Linked DNA regions of Macaca mulatta: region 1 is linked to region 2. A link is a contact called in public Hi-C data. All regions are on one chromosome and are shown on one strand. Each heading gives the region's core, a stretch centred on a gene start, on an enhancer-like site or on the middle of the called end of the contact. The rest is flanking DNA. Distances are from core to core; before and after follow the strand shown.

The links. Hi-C and Micro-C count contacts between places; a contact is called where the count stands out from the background.
Region 1: a Hi-C map of CD4 T cells shows a contact between it and region 2, with 2.9 times the contacts expected there. The contact joins two enhancer-like sites. A contact is called at or near these places in 3 of 14 Hi-C or Micro-C datasets (CD4 T cells, cortical neurons and liver).

Annotation. Positions count from the first base shown.
Region 1 is chr4:171,410,616-171,413,853 of T2T-MMU8v2.0, forward strand. It overlaps ADTRP (androgen dependent TFPI regulating protein), which reads left to right. Exons shown (of 8, transcript NM_001193850.2): 7 at 2,043-2,222. The coding sequence ends at 2,077. Among named protein-coding and RNA genes, the nearest start is that of ADTRP, 65 kb to the left of the region's middle. Within about 2 kb of position 1,811, at least 6 of the 40 cell types and tissues checked have an H3K27ac peak or open chromatin away from gene starts, as enhancers often do. A contact at or near this core is called in CD4 T cells, where this site is marked.
Region 2 is chr4:171,319,253-171,322,699 of T2T-MMU8v2.0, forward strand. No RefSeq gene overlaps it. Among named protein-coding and RNA genes, the nearest start is that of ADTRP, 26 kb to the right of the region's middle. Within about 2 kb of position 1,684, at least 6 of the 40 cell types and tissues checked have an H3K27ac peak or open chromatin away from gene starts, as enhancers often do. A contact at or near this core is called in CD4 T cells, where this site is marked.

The sequences.
Region 1 (3,238 bases), core at 561-3,060, 91 kb after region 2:
ACAGAATAAAATGACTTTGGGAGCACCACGGAGACCCATTTGGGGACAGTCCGTTCTCTCTAGCATGTGGATGGGTATGTGGGCACTTCTTAGTGTTCCTCCTAGCTACTTGGTTTTGGACAGAGGACTCTAATCCAATGGAAGGAGCCACCTGCTCTCCTCCCCCAGCAGAGCTTCACACCACCATGTCCGCTCCTGGGTGGCCTTTCTCCAAACGTTCGGGTTCTGTTGCATTTCTTAAATGGAGAAGGGAGACTTCAGTCCTTGACACCTGGCGTGGAAGGACTGAGGTTATGATTACAGTTAGGCTTGAGGGCCTGAGGAATGGTAAACAACACGGATAAAAAAAAGTTTTAGGAACCCTCGGAGTGACTCCAGGGGGTAGAAATTTGAGAAGTTTATATTGACCAAGTTTATATTGTCCCTGTTGTATGTAAGCTGGTTATTTAATTGAAAAAGAATTCATTAAAGGCCCAGAGTATACTCTACAGAAAGAGGTGGTACTGTGCTTGTACTTATAGACCTAATGTAGAGAAGAGAAGGCCTAATTAGGGAGGAGAGAATTCACATCAAAAATGGAAAATAAGGCCGAGTGTGGTGGCTCTTGCCTGTAATCCTAGCACTCTGGGAGGCTGAGATGGGAGGATCTGTCGTGGTGAGGCCAGGAGTTCAAGATCATCCTGAGCAACATAGCGAAACCTTGTATCTAATAAAAAAGCAAAACAAAAAACAAACAAACAAAAAAAGCTGGGCATGGTGATGTGTACCTATAGTCCCAACTAGTCAGGAGACTGAGGTTGGAGGACTCCAGCCCAGGAGTTCAAGGCCGCAGTGAGCTGAGATTATGCCACTGTATTCCAGCCTGGGCAAAGACTTTGTCTCAAAAAAAAAAAAAAGAAAAAGAAAAAGAAAGAAAAACAGAAGAGAAAAAAGTAGACCCACCAATGAAAACAATGTGAAACCCATAAAGCTTGATAAACAATAAGACTTGGCTGATGACTGGGGTAGTCTAGATTGATGAGAAGCAGATGAAGAAGAGAGAGTTTTGATCTTGAAAATCTTGCATGAGATGAATACAAGGATAGCCATGAGGACTGCGTGATCAAGAGGTGGCCATCCTAGGAAATCAGTGTGATTAAGGGGCCACAAACAGGACTTCAAAAGTCACCAGTCACGATAGCCTTTAAGAAGTGGAGTTCCAGCAGAATGGAATTAGTATAAGGTATCTAGTGTTTACTGTTAAGGATAGAATTGATGAAGGTGGCAAGGTCTGAAGGGTGAACTGTGGAATTAGGAGCATGGATTTGCTACAGGAATATCAAGCCAGAACTACCAGGGCTCTAAGTTCTGGAATGGAGAAGTTTTTAAAGTAGGATTGATAGTATTTGGCAACAAGCGCAAAGGATAATGAGCTAATGAAATTTCATAAATTGCAGAGCTTACACAAAGATTTATGATCATTAAATATGGAGTACCAACTTGTTGGCTGAATAGAAGTCATTCTACAAATCTAATGCTATAATTTCAGTAGAATAATGCCCCTCTAATGAGCTTACTCAGACCTAATCCATATGCCAGTACTTTTCCACCAGGCTGATGAATTCATTTGCTAAGAGGTCACAGAATGACCCCAATTAGGTGAACATCCACCCTTCTATTTCCTCTCTAATTTGATGTGGTCTCTTCATCTCCATCTGCAAAGTCTCAAAGTTTGCTGATGGATTGTTTGTAGCCTGCAAACACTCACGCAGAACCACAGCAATATGCTTCCTCTTAGCTATGCAGAGCACCTGAAGGCAAGCGGCATCATGGGTGCCTGGCTAACTGTGAACCCGGCACGGAGGGAGGATGGCAGAGTTGTTCTCTGCCCCTGTCGTCATGGCAGCTATTTTTCATAACTCCCTAAACTGTATCTGGTCGCCTTGGGAAAAGTGTGTTCGACTTTCCACTGCCCCAAATCAGAGTGAATCTTTACCCACAGCAAAAATACCCATTAGGGAAAGCCTGAAGCCTGAGGTCTGTCTCTGTTCTTGTTTGTACAGGTGACATGAGGCAGCCACGGAAGAAGAGGAAGTGATTGCACACCGTTTTCCAAGAACCAAGAAGGAAGAAAACACAAGAGATTTTTCTCATCTTTTTTTTTTTTTTTCTGATGGAGGGAGGTGGTGGAGCAACATAGGAAATCAGGAGGGACAGAGAGTGATACTTAAATTTAAAAAGAGGTTCGTGAAGGGAGCTTAACTTGAGAACTCTTGGTTTTTTGAAAGGTTGACTGTACATGCCAAAAACAACTCCTGCCATCTGAGAATTGATGACCTTTGACCTTCACGGAGGATGGTCTCTGGTTAAAACCTGGCCAAAGAAACTCACATAAACTTGGTGTTAGAGAACATCTAGAGAGAGAGAGAGAGGAATTTAGAGTCATTTAAACTCTTCAGTTTACAGAGGAGGATGCTGAGGACCTAGATAAGAAGTTACCTGCACAAGGCAAAAGGGTTACTTAGTGTCAGAACCAGAGCAATGGCTTCTGTCTCCCGGATCTCCTAGCTACCAGTCCTGGGCCTTTTTTTTTTTTTTTTTTTTTTTTTTTTTTTTTTAATAATACCAATTTTCCTTTAAAAACCAAGCATTTCAGTAAGCTAGTTATTTTCGTGGATTGCTCATCCATTTTTTTTCAATGATCTAAAAATGTAGGGTGATAGCTACTACTGAAGTTGTCTGTCTACTTGGGATAATAGCAAATTAATTGGAGACAATGGGAAAGTAAGTTATAAAAAATACTGGGAAATCTGTTTCTCTTCTAAGCAAGCGTTCAGGGCAGGTATTAGTGACGTTGTCAAAACCTCTTCCATTTGATCATTGATTAATTCATCAAATAAATGGTGTATTAATACTTTTACTTGCACAAGAATCTGGATGGGAAGTGATAGAATTATGAGAGCTGTTGAGATTGCTTTGCTACAAAGCACTTTTCTGAATGAGTGTGTGTTTTAACAAAGCTGATTTTCAGATGCTTAACAAGGATTCATGATCCCTCCTGTGATTTTCCTAGTTTTATTTTCCTGGCACAAATGGCAAATGTCTATTGGTGGGTAAACATATTTGAGTCTACTAGTATGTCACTAGGCTCATATGGGTTGGGGTGTGGATACTGAAGAAAATTGCACTTGGACTTCCCAACCTAACATTATATAGGAAAAATTTGGTAAAAAATGAGCAAGAGTGGTCTTGAAGGGTT
Region 2 (3,447 bases), core at 434-2,933:
TATTAGGTCATTCTTGCACTGCTATAAATAAATACCGGAGGCTGGGCAATTTATAAAGAAACAAAGTTTAATTGGCTTATGGTTCTGCAGGCTGTACAAGAATGGCGCTGATGTCACCTGGCTTCGGGGAGCCCTCTGGAAGCTTACAATCATGGTGGAAGGAGAAGAAGGAGCAAGAGCAAGAGCAGGAAGGTGCCACACATGTTTAAATGATCAGACCTCACAATAACTCAGTTACACTTGCAAGGCAGTACCAAGGGGATGGTGCTAAACCATTCTTGAGACATCCACCCCCATGATCCAGTCACCTCCCTGGCCAGGCCCCACAGCCAATATTGCGGATCACATTTCAACATGAGATTTAGGCAGGGACACACATCCAAACTACGTCATATGGCAGCAATACATTGTGTAAAGATTCTATGTGCCAGCCACGGCACATAGGTATGGGGATTTAGTAACACATGCCTTACATGTATTTCTCTCCTGTTCTTGTAGATACCTTGCAATATAAGGGTTATTATTTCTATTGCATAGATGAGGAAACTGAGAAGCAGATATGTTAATGAGTGGACAAAGACCTCACTGCTCACAAGTGGCAGAGTCAGGACCCAAAGTCAGGTCTGTCTGATTTGAAAGCTAGAACTTATCCTACTCACTCACCAGTTTGGTACATTTTGCTCTGGGGCACTTAGGGCCTCCATGAGTTCATTTGGGGCCTTTCTGGCCATAGAGAGGAGGACCAGCAGAGGTTTTGGGTCTCTGGGGCCAGCGTACACTTTAATCAGGGCAACTCTGCTTTGATCTCTTTTCTAATCTGTGACTTTTGTATATGATTGTGTTTGGGGAGGAAAAAAAAGAGATAGAGAGAGGTTTCTGGTGCCTTAAAACGTGTTTGAAATCCACTGCGAAATCATGTTACTTCATGGAAGAAAATCCCAAAGCTCTTGTAGCCTCTTGTAAAATAGAGGTTTCATTAAAGGAAGGCTTTTTCTAAACCTTACAGATAGAAATGCGGTATTGCATTTGTACACACCTGCAGTCACACATGTGCACGTGCACACACACACACACAACCTCCCTCCACTCCCCAATTCCTGCGCATTCCTATTCCCTACTCCAGACAGAGGATGCCAGCTCTAGGGGAAATTGCCTCTGAACGCCCACTCACAAAAAAAAAAAAAAAAGAAAGAAAAAAGGTGGCTCTTGCCAGCAATTGCACCCACACTTCCCAGCAGCCCTGGCTGTTGCCATTCATTGGTCAGGTATGATGCTGCCTGCTCACCTTTGACAGCCTTCCCATCTGCCAGCCAGCCCAGAGAGTCTCCAAACTGAGCCACCTTTCTTGCAAAGTGAGTTCCCACCCACCCAAGAAGGAGATCCTTAGCTCCTCCTCATCGCCAGTCATGATGATGATGATACTCAGGAAGAGATCCATTGTGTGGAAGCCCCACAAGGTGAGGCCACATCTAACTAGCTAACAGGTGAGTGTCCTTCCTCCCTGCCTGTACCACTGGCTTGGATGGAGAGGCGGCTGCGTGACCAGGTGAGGGGGCCACGGGGCTGCGCGCTCCCACATGACATGTCTGATTTTCCAGACAGCATGTCTCAGCAGGGTGCTGATCTGGGCCTGGAAATCCCCGTCCAGAGTGTTGATCTCTGTCTCGAGCTCTCTGCATTTCCCTTGTTAGGAGATTAGGGCTGTCCGACGAGTTTGTCGGAGGTTATCGCAGGCGTCTGAGGTGCCGGCGTGGGAGGGTGAACAGTTGCCGAGAGAGTGAGGGGCTTTGAAGTGGGTGGGCAGGAAGGTGAATTTGTGAAGTTTCTCAGAACTGCAACTTGGTTTTCTGAACATTTATCCTGTGCGCCAGTAAATTGTTGCCAGATGTCTGCTCCAATACAGTTCTAGCGTGAGATCACATGAAGATATTTAATGCCATTAACTGCTTTAGTCAGAAATGAGGAAGGGGTGCTGGGGAGGCTTCCTGCTCACTAGGTAAATTGGGATCCAAGGGCAGAAAGCCTTTTTATCTTCCATTCCTAGTTTTCTACAACTTAAACACATATAGGATATTTTATTTTCTTTTGCTCTCAAACATTACCCAACCCACCATGGCGATGTATTAACAAACTCCTAGTGTAGACAGTGCTTCCTGGATCCTTAGGCACTGACGATGACAAAAGGGGCTTGCAACCTGCAGGAAGAAACTGCTGAGCAGGCAGGTGCCAGCAAGTTGTGTTTTCCAAAGCACCGGCAGGTGCTTCTCACCTCTTAACCCCCTAGTGGCTTGCCTATGAACCACTCCTTCTCTAATTTCCTAAACTTTCCCAAGTTTCCAACCACTGAAGTCACTAGTAGATTCACCACCCAATATGGGGCTCCTGCTACCACAGGCCACTGGTAAGATACGGATAGCATTGCAGGCTCAGAGGCTGAGAGATCTCCCCTCTGAAGACCTAGATAATGCAAATCCAATGAGACACAGATGAGAGCAAGCCGGGCTTTGTCCTGCCCTGTGCTGGCTTGGTGCGCACACCCACGCCTGGCTACACCTGACTCACCTATCCAGATGAGCAGCGGCAGCCCCGGGCACAGGCCACTTGCAATGTTCCACAGTTGTGGAACACTGGATGCCATGAAGTTGAGGAAACGCCCCTTTCCCTCTCTCACCTATTTTCCTTTAGAAGCCTAGGGGTCCAATTGTAATTGAGTTTTTCTTTACAATCAGGAAAAGTTTTCCCTATCCCCTGATACAGAATAAAGCGAAGGAGCGAAGGGTTTTAGCTCAGCCCAGCCTGCATGGTTTCCCAGCATCTCAGATATTCATACATGTGGTGGCGTCTAGTCTTTTGGTGGCCTGATCCAGCAGGGAGTGGTGGAGGAGGGGAGAGGAGGACATCTCTCCCGCCCCCACATCCCCACACTATTGGCTGCTCCCCCTGCCACTCAGCAAAGCCTGACATCCCTCTGCTACCCTTGCCACAGCTCCTCTTCACTCACTAGGGATGAAATCAGCCCATAGGCGCCTGGTGTGAACCCATACGTATCTGAGACAGATCTCAATCAATTTAGAAAGTTTATTTTGCCAAGTTTAAGGATGCACCCGTGACACAGCCTCAGAAGGTCCTGACAACGTGTGCCCAAGGTAGTCAGGGCACCCACGCCTGGTTTTATACATTTTGGGGAGACATGAGACATCAATCAATATGTGTAAGTTGTACATTGGTTTGGTCCAGAATGGCAGGACAAGTTGAAGCAGGGGAGGGGGCTTCCAGGGCACAGGTAGCTAAAAGACAAACGGTTGCATTATTTTGAGTCTCTGATTAGCCTTTCACTGAATACACAATTTACCTGTGAGAGGAGAAGAGAGGAATAATCACTATGCCTTAGTCTGGAAACAACAGGACAAAGGAAGCCATCAGATATGCATTTGTCTCACGTGGGCA